2 separate regions of the Mus musculus genome follow, and region 1 is linked to region 2. A link is a contact called in public Micro-C data. All regions are on one chromosome and are shown on one strand. The core of a region is the stretch at or near the end of the contact, and the rest is flanking DNA. Distances in the headings are between cores, read along the strand shown. Region 1 holds the start of Stx2 (syntaxin 2). Region 2 holds the start of Fzd10 (frizzled class receptor 10).

What was found. Hi-C and Micro-C count contacts between places; a contact is called where the count stands out from the background.
Region 1: a contact with region 2 is called in a Micro-C map of embryonic stem cells, with 2.6 times the contacts expected there. The contact joins the promoter of Stx2 here to the promoter of Fzd10 in region 2. A contact is called at or near these places in 1 of 39 promoter capture datasets (cranial neural crest), 2 of 484 Hi-C or Micro-C datasets (both in embryonic stem cells) and 1 of 115 datasets of contacts at active chromatin or transcription factors (the SCID.adh cell line).

What each region holds. Positions count from the first base shown.
Region 1 is chr5:129,005,833-129,012,399 of GRCm38.p6, forward strand. It overlaps Stx2 (syntaxin 2), which reads right to left and starts at 2,740. Exons shown (of 11, transcript NM_007941.3): 1 at 2,562-2,740. The coding sequence starts at 2,591.
Region 2 is chr5:128,596,371-128,603,213 of GRCm38.p6, forward strand. Fzd10 (frizzled class receptor 10) reads left to right here and starts at 4,736. Exons shown (of 1, transcript NM_175284.3): 1 at 4,736-6,843. The coding sequence starts at 4,848. The coding sequence ends at 6,596. Fzd10os (frizzled class receptor 10, opposite strand) reads right to left here and starts at 4,317. Exons shown (of 6, transcript NR_015517.2): 1 at 4,167-4,317.

The sequences.
Region 1 (6,567 bases), core at 1,490-3,989, 410 kb after region 2:
GGGGTGGTGCAAACACAAACTTTCCTTGGCAAAGGAGGTCTGTGATGGGTCCGCACTTCTCCGGTCTATATAACCAGGCTGTCCAGCTCATTTGGTGAGTGCCCTGTACAGGCTTCTTTCAAGTGGTCTTGCTCCACCCGCTCGCAGTGGTGAGGGGACTGGTGGTGTGGAGAAAGGCAGATGCAGCAAGCTCTCACAGTGGAGTAGAGGGCCTGAAAGCACATTGAGTCGCAGCAGCCATAGGGGAGAAACCTGGAGACAAGGGTCAGCAGCAGCAGCAGCAGCAGCGGCAGCACAAGGGTCAGTGATTGCATAGAAGGAAACGGATCAACAGCTCTAGGGAGTAACAGGAAGGCGCAGAGGACTGTCAGAGTTGAGGCCGGAGGCGCACAGCACGGAAGCGCTTAAAGGCCAGAGAAGCAGGGGCTAGAGAGACAGCTCAGTGGTTAAGATTGCTCTTCCAGAGGATCAGGACTCAATTCCCAACACTTACACGACAGTGCCTAACTTTCTCTGACCCCAGGAACCAACACTCTCACACAGACACACGTGCCGGCAAAACACCAATGCACGTCAAATAGAAAAATAAATAAATTATTTAAAAAGGAAGTGGTGGTGACAGAGAAGAGGATCCGGCACCTAGTCACCGGAACAGTCCCAAAGAGCTGCCCAGGGACACTTGCTCTGGGTCCCACTCCTAGCACCTGAGCTGTGACACTACAGGGCGCCACCTGCTGCTGCTCTTCCAGGCGGTCCACAAAACCTGCCAAGAGTCCAGCGCTGGCAGTTTGCAAACTGCTCTCCTTCCCAGGTTTCCCCCTCAATCCAGCCAAGGGTCTCCCCCCCCCAACAAACTCCCCCAGGCCAGTGGGGGGGTCATAAAGCCTATCAGCACAGCAACACAGATGCTCCGTGTGTAGACATGTAAAAGCTGCTGTGCTCAAGGGAGCAGAGAACAGACTGGTTACAGGGTCTGGGAAGAATGGACGTGAGCAGCGCACACAGGTGGCTCTGGGGTCCGGCTGGATGGAAAAGACTGCCTTCCAACGTTCTGCATCGCAGTGCGTGGCTGTGGCTGATGCCTGCAGTAGCCAGTGAGGAGGGTCTTGAGGTTGTCTCTCTGTTTCTTAAGACAGGGTTTCTCTCTCTGTAGCCCTGGTTGTCTTGGAACTCACTCTGTAAACCAGGCTAGCCTTGAACTCAAAAGAGATCTGCCTGCCTCTGTCTCTCAAACGCTGGGATTAAAGGTGTGCGCCACCACAGCCTGGCTGGTCTTGAAGTTCTCATCCCAAAAGAATGATAAACACCTGAAAGGGTAGGGCCAAACGCCATGACTGGGCCTGCACTGTATATATGTTCTGAATGTCACATCTACCCCAAAACTGGGTACAATAACTGACCGCTGCAAATGCAGATATACTGTATACACACTCCCCGTTAAAAAGCTCAGCTTTTCTCTTCTCAAAATGCTCACTAGTGACTAAAAGCCTGTGTTAAAACGTAAATACAGTTCTGGCCCCCAGTGGGTAGTGCTGACCGAAGCAGGTACCTAGCCCCTGAGCTCCAGGTTTGTGTGGGGTGTCTGTGAGAGACTCAGCACAGCATTCTGTATCAGGCCATGAAATAAAGCAGTTAGAAAGGGTATCATCCAGGGTGGGGCAGGCAGTTGGAGAGGCTGTGATAAGAGCCTTGCAAAAAAAAAAAAAAAAAAAAAAAAACAGGCAGGCAGTCCAACATCAGCCCAAGCGCAGCCCTTGCTCCTTGCCTAAAACCCTGAGCCACACTCTCACCCACTGAAATCAACCCTGTCAGGTGGCCAAGAGGACTCCGACCCAAACATCGGTACACAGGAGTAGTGCCAGGGCAGGCGGAGAGGACTCACCTCAGACACCTACCAGCATCTGTGCCCAGAAGTGCCCTGTAAGATGCTCCCAGCACCGGCCCCGAACCTCTCCCACAGCCCATTCCTGGAGTCCCAACAAACTGTGACCCTTGGAACCCAAGGAAGACCAGGAGCCTTGTCGCAAGAATCGACTTGCATGCAGCCCTGACCAGGGTCTCCTGGAGACCTCCCAAGAATGCTCCTGAAGCCCCACCCTAACACCCCTGAAGACGCCAAGGACCCCAGAGCCCTTTCCCTGAGACTCTGCTCAGAAACACCGATTGGGTTCCTCTTGTGCATCTTGTGACTCTTGAAGAACCGAAAGCTCCCTGGGACCCTGCTAGGAGGCTGCCTGGATCCTTCCTGAAGACTACGCCCTGCCATCCCTGGAGACACCGAAGCCTCTGGAGGCCCCGGGGCTCCTAGAACCCTCTTATTAGATTCCCTCCTAGAGACGCTGCCCAGTTGCCTCCAGGGGCGTTCCTCCTCGGAGCTCCCTCCCCAGGTTCCCCTCCTGGACTCCCCTCCGTCCCCCTACTCAGACTCCTCCTAAGGTCTTGCTTCTGGACTCCCCTCCTTGCGTCTCTCCACCCCAACTCCCCAGGTTCTTCCTGGGGTTTTTGCCCGACCCACAACAGCTCGCCCGCCGGCTCAGACCGCTATGCGGCTTTCTGCTCACCGCCGTGAGGTCGGGCAGCCGGTCCCGCATCCCCACCGGCCAGCAGGGCGGGGCACCCGCCGCTCAGCTGCCCCGCCGCACACTCTCCGGTGGCCGCGTCGCCGCCTCTGCCTGCCGGGGTCCTGGCCCCGCGCCGCCGCCCTCCCTCGGGCAGGCGCTGCCACGGCAACCGCGCCCGCGCTCTCTGCGCTTGCGCCTGCCCCACCCCCTCCCGCGGGACCCAAGGCACCTGGGCGGGTCGTCGCGAGGGGTGGGGAAGTGGGTGTGGTTCCATCTAGGGGCGGGGCCTGGCCTAAAGTCCTCTCGCTGCGTGGCTTGACTAGTTAACACACTGTCCATCCTTGCTGGTTTCTGCACTTTCGCTCGTTTTGTTTACTTAAAACTTTCGAGAGCTGGGGCTATAGGTCAGTGGTTAGCCTTTGCCCACCATGCCCTAGATTTAAAGCCCAACAGCGGAAAAAGCAAAATTCTAAATTCACCATTACAGCACACACTGACAGCAAAGGAATTAGAATAAGGTAGGCTCACCGATTGATCACCTAACCCTGAGAGCTCCACACCTGGGTCCTCAAAGAAAACCTGCAGGTCCCACCCTGGATGCAGTTCTGGTGGGAGAATCAGGCAAAGCGGTTGCTTTTCTGGTCACTGTGGCAGTCTACCCATCAAAAGCTAAGTAAGGGAGGAAGGATTTATATTGGCTCATGGTCTCAGGGGCTAAAGTTCATTGTGTCAGAAAAGTTATGGCTGCAGATGGCCGCCAATGTTGGGGGAGGGGGGGAAGAGGGGACATTAACCTTAACCCTTCACATTTTGGAGGGACAGGAGGCCAAGGCAGACATGACAGGTGTGGTCCAGGCTAGAGCCCTCGAGGGTAGATTGTCAGCCACTCACTTTCTACAGTGAGACCACCCTTCCTAAAAGTCCCACAACCTCCCAAAAGCCTGCCACCAGCTGAGAAACAAGTATTCCAACACAGGAGTCTGCAAAGACATTTCACAGTCAAATAACAACCCAGGAAAGGAGACCGATTAACACCTAACACCAGCACAGAGGTGTGCATAGGGTAGAGAGTGGGGAAGACCAGAGGTGTGCCCCTCCTAGAGAGCCAATACCCCAGTGATGGTAAAATTTGATTGTCACCAAAGAGAGAAGCCTCTGGGCTCCTTTAGGAGGGATTGTCTAGATTAGGGAAATTGACAAGGGGAAACTCTTCTTAACTGTGGGCAGCACCATCCCACGTTCTGGGGTCCTGATTCAAAAAGAGGAGGCAGTGAGCTGAGTGCCAGCATCCATCACTTTCTGCTTCCTGACTGTGGATGCCATGTGACCAGATACCTCAACCCGCTGACATAACTCTCCTACCATGACAGGCTCCAACTGTGAGGGAAAGTTACCCTATCCAACTTCCTCTCTCTCTCTCTCTCTCTCTCTCTCTCTCTCTCTCACACACACACACGCACACACACACACACACACATTTACTTATGGGTAGCACACATGTAGAGATGAGAGAACAACTTTCAGGATTTGGTTCTTTTCAACTATGTAGGTTCCTGAGACAGAACTCAGGCCAGGCTTGGTGGGAAATACTTCTAACTGCCGAGCCATCTCACCGGCCGGTGGCTTTCATTCTTAGCGTGTGAGCTAAGTCTCTGCAAGATGGGGCACACTTACCAGTACTGTGTCACAAATTTGCACGGGAGCCTATCCTTATGTTGGTGTTCCCCAAATATGAACCGAGTTGGACACGGTCTAGGACTAATGCTTCAGGCAGCAAGGCAGATCTGAGAAGAAAAAAGGAAGGAAGGAGGGAAGGAAAGATGGAGGGAGAAGAGAACTTTTTGTTTGTTTGTTTGTTTTCTGTTTTGTTTTTATTGTCGTCTTTTATTTTGGTTTTGGATTTGTCTTTTTCCAGACAGGGTTGTCTTTGTGTATTCCTGGCTGTCCTGGAACTAGAGCTGTAGACCAGGCTGGTCTTGAACTCACAGAGATCCACCTTTCTACCTCTCCTGAGTGCTGGGATTAAAGGTGTGTGCCACCATCTCCCGGCCAAGCATGTATATAATTTATAAAAAACATTTAAACTCTAAAGATAGAAGGCTTTAGGTCGTGAGGGCAGTCTTGTTTTGCTTTGTTTCTTTGAGACAAAGTCTCCAGGCTGGCCTCAAACCTCCCCCCCCCCCCACCCCCATGTAGCTGAGGATGACATGAACTTCTGACCCTCCTGCATTAGCCTTCTAAATGCTGGGATCTCAGACATGTCATACTATGTCTGGGAACAAAAGCAGGTTGAAGGTTACATTTCTATTCTGAGTGTGGCTCCTACCTGTAGTTACAGGATCTGGAGGCTGAAGCAGGAATGATACAAAATTGAGCCAACACAGACTACATAGTGTGAGACCCTGTTTCAACAACAACAACAACAATCTAGTTCTGTATTGTTTCAATGGGAAAACATGCTAAAAAAAAAAAAATCCAGGTAGCATGGAGACACTGTGGGGACCAAGAGAATGAAACAACTACAAAGTGATCTTTTTTTAAAAAATATATTTATTTATATTATTTACATATATGAATACATCATAGCTGTCTTATGGTAAGAAGAGAGCATCAGATCCCATTACAGATGGTTGTGGGCCACCATGTGGTTGTTGGGAATTGAACTTAGGGCCTTTGGAAGATTAGTCAGTGCTCTTAACCGCTGAGCCATCTCTCCAGCCCCTACTACTAAGTGATCTTAAAGTTGGGCTTCACATCTGAGACATGCTACCCACGCATATTGTAAACTATTGGGTTTTTTTTTTCCCCTAGTGCTGGCCCTTATTCATGCTGGGTGAACACTTCACCACTGAGCTGTACCCCCAGCTCTCTCTATAGTTTTCAGTTCTTAGACAGGGTCTCATCAGTTGCTCAGGCTGGCCTTGAATTTTCTCTGTAGCCCACACTGGCCTTGAATGTGTGATCCTTCTGGGTTTACAGGCTTGGATAGGAGTGTGGGAACTCCGTCTTGTAAGGGTTGTGTTACATCCGCAGACAGAGATGTTGGATTGTAACCCCCTCTCACTATGAATGGGACCTTTGAGAAGAAAGGACCATTTGCAGTTCAGCTTAATGTGAGATGAAGTCGTGACTCAGGGCTCTACTTCAGCAATAGTGTTCCTAGAGGAGGAGAGTGAGAGACAGACATGTAGACAGATAATACAGCAGGATGTGGTGACTGTGTCACTGCAGCCAGGTGGCTACAAACCAAGGGGTGGCCACGAATACCAGAAACTCAAAAGCCCAGGGGGGCAGCTGGGGACATATCCCCAGGAGCCTTCAAAGATAGCATGGCCTGCCCACTCCTGGGTTTCAGACTTTCAGAAACATCTCTGGCAGGGCTTGGTGGTGCAGGCATGTCACCCCAGGTTCTCAGAAGACAGGCAGGAGGAACCCAGGTTCCAGTCCAACCTGGGCTGCAGAGTGAATACAAGGATATTCTGGGAAATTTAATGAGATATTTGTCTCCAAGCGAAGTGTAACAAGATGGATGGCTGGAGGATGCAGCTCAGTAGGAGCGTTTGCCTAGCAACTGTGAGGCCTTCGGATTAATACCAGGGCGGGGTAGGGGATCCATTTCTGTCCTATTAAGGGTCCCAGTTTGTGGTATTTTGTTAAGCCAATGACACCTTGTAATTATCATATAAATAGCACAGTTATGCTGCGCATAGTGGCTGTTGACACAGCTTATTAAGAATCCACTTTCAAAATCAGGCATTGAAAATGTGTCACACATCTTGAAACTAAAAAAGCAAATGTTTGAGATAAATACACACTTGAGCATATGCTAGAAAGAACATATAATAGGATGCTATAGATTCATACACAAACACACACACACACACACACACACACACACAGATACACACACACACTTACATCTCTACCTATGAGCATCCCAGGCCCACCTCAACCTTTAAGAAGTCCTAGAACAGTTTTAGATTTTCTTCTGGTTACCTCTCCTTTC
Region 2 (6,843 bases), core at 3,486-5,985:
TGGACAAAGAAAGGCACTGGCCTAGCAGCTGAGGGGCAGAGGCCTCAGTCGCATGAGCCCATGGAATAACTGTAGAAGTGGCTGTTAATTTCAGCAAACTGTCTTCCGGTGTCCTCTGGGACACTAATGCAAAACAGAATCACGTTTGCCTGCTTCATTTTGTGAGGTAATTCTGTAAATTTTATTTACTTGTTTGTTTATTTATTTATTTATTCGTTTATTTTATTTTTTTAAATTAAACTCTATATACTAGGGTTTAAATGCTGCTCACATGGGGGGTTCCTGAAAGCCCTGGAGGGGGCACACGTGGGTCTGCCCGTGTTTTAAACAGAGGTATCTCCAGCAATCCGAAGTCACTTAGCCTGGTGCACTTTACACCTTTTTAAAGATTATTCCCCACTGCCCTCCCCATCCCCACCCCGACACATTTGTGTGGAGGTAGCAGAGACGGAAAAAGCTGTGCTGTGTCTTTAAACAGGGAGGAGCGATCAGCAGAAGCCTGGGCTGTAAAAAGGCTAATGCGCTGTGGAAGAGTAGGAGTTTAATCTAATTTAGTTGGAGGGTGTCTGTCTGCGGTGTTGTTTTTTGGAGTGTGGGAACAGAGGAGGGGAGCTGCCCCCTTGAATGGTCCCTTCTGCGCCAGAAGCAGTGGGGAGCCGCGCGACGCCAGCGATCCAAGGCCCGGCCTTGAAAGAGGATTAAAGCGATGCTTGATTTGCAATTCACACGAAAGCGCCCCGCGAACCTCTGGTAATATTTCAATCCACATTTCAAGGGAAGTGGCCTTAAAATAGCGGCCTAAATTGTTCTGCCGCGGCCCGGACACTCCTTCATGCATTTTATAACGCAGAGGGCCAAGGGCCTTTTCTCTCTGCGCCTCACCACCCCCAACCACCCCGTATCTTACATGTGCTGAAGTGTAATTAAAACTTGTTCTTAAGTTTGGGGCAACCTACACTGCTTTGTGGTATGAGGTGTGTGTGTTTTATGCTTGGAGCATATGTTTGTGTGTGTTAACTAAACATCACTTTGGATGACTTTAATATATCTCCTCCGAAAGGGGGGGGGGGATTGTGAGGCAGTCGTGGAACCAAGCCTAGTGGGTTGGAAAACTGAATTCTCAATGTGTGCCTTTTAAAGAGACCATTACCAGTAAGCAGACCACTTTCCTTACTGTAAGGAACAGTTTGGAAAATGCAAACAGAGATCTTAAGAGCTTTCCAACTGGATCCGCAAATAGGAAAGTTCTAGAAATGGCCTTGAAGCTACCAAGACAAACGTTAAGGAGCCAGCTCCCTGGTTCATCTTCAGGCTGGGAGACAGGATGTTCATGTCTTTCTATAATCTCTGCCCATACCCCACATGTTTACTCTTGCAATTAGCTTGTAACAGGCTAAGCTTCTGGCTTAATTTTTCTTTATTGTAGGAGACGAAGTACTTTTTTTTTTATCTTAAAGAGATTATTTGGGTTCTCTCTAATCCTATTTCAGAAACCCCTCTCAAGACTTTATGGTTCCTTCACCCATACTGAGGAAGGATGCAGCTTTGATTACCACTGAGACCCATGGCAGAGAATCTTTTCTTTTTTTTTTTAACTTCTGACTTTACCAATTAAACAGGGCCTTCCTTTCAACTCCCCACCACCTCCAAAATTATTTAACTCAAGACACCATCTGACTCTTAAAGAGTATTCCTTCCAGAATACCTTGCACTCTCCTTGGTAGACATTTGCAAGAACTCTACGCTAATATCTACAGACAGTATTTTGAAATCTCACGTAGATAGATATATTAGGAGATTTGGGGTCCAAAGTACCCTTTGCTCTAGGATGCTATTTAAAATCATGTTTAATTATCAAGTTTCATTAGAAACCCTTGCTCAAATTTTGAGAAACCTAATAAGATTTCCATTAATTTAAACATAGCTCTATTCCCAGGCCAGTCCCCCCCACCCCACCCCAAAGCTTTCTCTTCCCTCTTTTATCCCTGGTTAAATATGTAAATAAAATGTCTAAAGTCGTTCTTCAAAGAAGACAAAAGAAAAAAAAGAGCCGAGGGGAGAGAGACAGCCATAAAATTCCTCCCAGCTCTCCATAACGCTTGCCAGAGGGGGGCCGGTTTCCGAGCCAGGGCTGAGCAGCAGGGGACCCGGCTGCTCTGGAGTCACTCGTCTCAAATCCCACACACAGGAGAGAGAAAAATAAAATATCTTTTCAGCTGGAGCCATCAAAGGGGTCCTTTCATTTATTAGCGTTGCCTTCCACTCTCGCTATCTCGGGGCCCTTATTTTTAGATACTAATGTCTATTTGTTGCTTTCCTTTCTTTTTCTATACTAGGTTGGGCAGATGGAAGAAATTCTGTTAGCTTTTTCTTCTCTTAATATATTTTAAGGGAGTCCCGGGGGTTGGGGGAGAGAAGAAAGGAACGTGAAGTGATCATAGCTAAAATAAAAGGTCGGAACACTGTAGAAGTAACCAGAGCATAAAAGACCAATTACGTGGGGCAGTCTCAAATAGCTCACACCCTGCTCCGGAGCTGAGCTCACCCAGGCTACTTCCACGCCCCCCACGCCCCAAGGGGCGGGGGGGGGAGTGTGGAATTAGAAGAGAGAGAGAGAGAAAACGGAAGGCAAAAGTGTCAGGAAGGACCCCTTGCAAACTAGTCTGTCTTAAAGCTAAGCGATAGCCCAAGAATCTTACCTGACTTAAAAGGTTTTGGAAACAGCGTACTAAACTATAAATATCTAAGTAAACCATCCTTATCCAAGCCGCAAGCGTTCACCACACCGCAGGTTTTTCTTGGGTCACTAACACGGTGGTGGGTGGTGATTCTGACTGTGTTAACCTCAGTCTTCCGGACCGCTGTTTCCACGGATCCAACTTCCTCCCGTGAAAGGCAGAGGGGACCAGGGGATCTAAAGGTGAGGCATGAGCCTGTGCACACCCCTCCGCCCCCCACCCCCAGGACTCAGCAGGTCCTGGGAGTGTCCCAGCCTCAGGTCTGTCCGCTATGTCTGACAAATGAAAGGGGGGTAAAGAGGAAGAACTCCCTGCAGATGGGACGCTGAAGCCTTGTTTTAATTAGAAGTCGATCCTCTGCAGGAAGCGCAAGGCAGGGCGGGGAGGAGGGGTCCTGGGTAGCCTCGTTCCTGGCTTGGCTGGAGCCACTGAAGGCTTCCAGGCATCTGTGCACCCAACTCGGCCCTGGGGTGCGCAAGACTGACTGGCCGAAAGATGAGCAGGGGACTTAGCTGCACCTATGCAGTTGGGGGAGTCCGCACTGGAGGTCCTGGTAGTTTCCCAGACACTTAAAACGCAGACCTGAATGGGGGTGGGGTGGGGTCTAAGGAGAGAGTGGGCCACCGCCCTGAGGGCTGTTTATCCAAAGCCAAGAGTCCGCGACAGGTGCCGCACCCCAGATCTCTCGGACATCTAAGGACTGCGGTGGGCTCCCATGGTGCACTCACTCCCTGTGCGGGGGAAGGAGGTTGAAGCTCTGTGTCCTTATCACAGATTAGCCCAAAACCAACCAAGGGGCAGGAGCCAGCATAGCAAGGCACGGAGAGGCCCCACCACTCTGCGTGGGAACCAGCCGTGCGCGTGTAGGCCGGGGCTCAGCCTCCGCCTCCCAGGAGGACGCAGGCCGAGCACATCTTTCGCCAAATAATATAAATACACAACTTCCTATAATAAATAAACTCAGCCGCTTGGAGAAACCACCAGCCGGCTTGGCGCGATGGTCCCCAACACGGTGGCCTTGGCGGGGCAAGGGTCACCACGATTCAAGCCAAGCCCCTCTTCTCGGGGTGCGGGGTGTCAGCGGCCCGGAAAGTCTCCTCCCCGCCCCCTCCCTTCTTTCTTTGAGTAGACCTTGCAGAAGAGGCCCTAAACTCCGGCTTCCCAAGTCCCCTCCCCCTCCCCTGCACTCGGCCCTTTTGAAATTTCAAAGGCAGCCCCTCCCCGGAGTCCGAGCTCCGCGCCCCGGGCAGCAAACCCCCGGCTTCGGGAAGATGCGGGCAGCTTTACAAGCCGAGGGGCCACTTTTTTATGAGCACGGTCATAAAACGCAAATCCCGTGTCTCTTTGAAAGTGCCCTCCGCCAGGGCCCGGTCGTAAAAGTAGAAGATGCGTCCCCAGCCCCCAACCCCGGGTGAGGACCACCCTTACCCGAGTCCCCAAACTTCCCGTAACCTCGGCGTCCTTGGGGTACCGGGGACAATCTCAAGGCCTCCCACCCCCCCTCTGGGGCGGGGAGGGCAAGCAGAGAGGCCGGCAGGAGGTGAGGCTGGAGGCTGGGGTCCAGCCCCAAGCTGGGGCTGAGGGCGGAGGCTGCCCGGGGCGCAAGGCTTTCTGATGCAAAGCAGCAGCGGGGCGGGGCGGCGGGCGGAGGCGGGGCCTGTCACCAATCGGCTTTGCTTTTTTTTTTTTTTTTTTTCCCTCTTTGCTACTCTTTGCCTCTTTGCAAGTCTTCTCATCCCGGGACGCCGTGCTGGAAGCAGCTGCGGGCGCCGGGAGGGAGGAGCTCCAGGGCCCAGGGCCACGGTGTGCCCGCGCTGCCCCACCGCGGTCCGCGATCGCCCGCGCCCGGAAGAAGAGGCCAAAGTTTGCGCGCTGAGCGGCGCTCGCTCCGCCGTATTGTTTGCAAACTTCGCTCCCCTCCCCCGCCGCCCCCCGACTCCGCTGAGGCCGCGCGCCCACCGCGGTGGCCCCGGGCGCCGCGAGCGCTCCGGCCAGACTGGATGGGCATGCGCGGGGGCCCGAGCCGGGGCGCGGAGCCGCGGGCAGCAGCAACAGCCCGTGCCCGGGAGCGGCGGCCCTGAGCGGCGCTGGGACATTGAGGGCGCCACCATGCAACACCCGGGCCCGCGCCTGTGGCTGGTGCTGCAGGTGATGATAGGCTCGTGCACGGCCATCAGCTCCATGGACTTAGAGCGCCCTGGAGACGGCAAGTGCCAGCCGGTGGAGATTCCCATGTGCAAGGACATCGGCTACAACACCACCCGCATGCCCAACCTGATGGGTCACGAGAACCAGCGCGAGGCGGCCATCCAACTGCACGAGTTCGCGCCGCTCGTGGAGTACGGCTGCCACAGCCACCTTCGCTTCTTCCTGTGTTCGCTGTACGCGCCCATGTGCACCGAGCAGGTCTCCACACCCATCCCTGCTTGCCGGGTCATGTGCGAGCAGGCCCGGCTCAAGTGCTCGCCGATCATGGAGCAGTTCAAATTCAGGTGGCCGGACTCCCTGGATTGCAGCAAGCTCCCCAACAAGAACGACCCCAACTACCTGTGCATGGAGGCACCCAACAACGGCTCGGATGAGCCCAGCCGGGGCTCTGGCATGTTTCCTCCGCTCTTCAGGCCCCAGAGGCCCCACAGCGCGCAGGAGCACCCACTAAAGGACGGGGGTCCGGGGCGCGCAGGTTGTGACAACCCAGGCAAGTTCCACCATGTGGAGAAGAGCGAATCTTGCGCACCGCTTTGCACTCCGGGGGTGGATGTGTATTGGAGCCGCGACGACAAGCGCTTCGCTGTGGTCTGGCTGGCCATCTGGTCCGTGCTGTGCTTCTTCTCCAGCGCCTTCACCGTGCTCACCTTCCTCATCGACCCATCGCGCTTCAGGTACCCCGAACGTCCTATCATCTTCCTCTCCATGTGCTACTGCGTTTATTCGGTGGGCTATATCATCCGCCTCTTCGCGGGCGCGGAGAGCATCGCTTGTGACCGGGACAGTGGGCAGCTGTATGTTATCCAGGAAGGACTGGAGAGCACGGGCTGTACCTTAGTCTTCTTGGTACTTTACTACTTCGGCATGGCCAGCTCTTTATGGTGGGTGGTCCTCACCCTCACTTGGTTCCTGGCTGCTGGAAAGAAGTGGGGCCATGAGGCCATTGAAGCCAACAGCAGCTACTTTCACCTGGCAGCTTGGGCCATCCCGGCTGTGAAGACTATCTTGATCTTGGTGATGCGCAGGGTGGCAGGGGATGAGCTCACTGGTGTGTGTTATGTGGGCAGCATGGATGTCAATGCTCTGACCGGCTTCGTGCTGGTCCCGCTGGCTTGCTACCTAGTCATCGGCACTTCCTTCATCCTGTCCGGCTTTGTGGCTTTATTCCACATCCGGAGGGTGATGAAAACGGGTGGGGAGAACACGGACAAGCTGGAGAAGCTCATGGTACGCATAGGGGTCTTCTCCCTCCTCTACACTGTGCCGGCCACCTGTGTGATTGCCTGCTATTTTTATGAACGCCTCAACATGGACTACTGGAAGATGCTGGCCACCCAGCACAAGTGTAAGATGAACAATCAGACCAAGACACCTGACTGCCTGATGACCACCTCCATCCCTGCCGTGGAGGTCTTCATGGTCAAAGTGTCCATGCTGCTGGTGGTGGGCATCACCAGTGGGGTGTGGGTCTGGACTTCCAAGACCCTGCAGTCCTGGCAACACGTATGCAGCCGGGGGCTAAAGAGAAAAAGCCGGAGGAAACCAGCCAGTGTGGTCACCAGTGCAGGGATCTACAAAAAAGCCCAGCACCCCCAAAAACCTCACCTTGGGAAGTATGAACTGCCCGCCCAGCCTTCAGCCTGCGTGTGAAGGCAGAGCTGGCTGCAAGAACAGGACATTCGGAGCCCAAATGGGCAGCTTTTCTTGGTTGGCTGGTTGTTGGTAAATCAAAGTAAAAAGAATATGTATATATATATACATGTATGTGTATGCATGTGCATATATATGCATATATTTACACATACATGAAGTCTACCTTGAGGTTCAGAACAGCTGAATGTAAAGGGTTCTGTTCAGTTTGTTGCCTCCCTGAAGGGTCGCTCATTAAGGAGGGAGC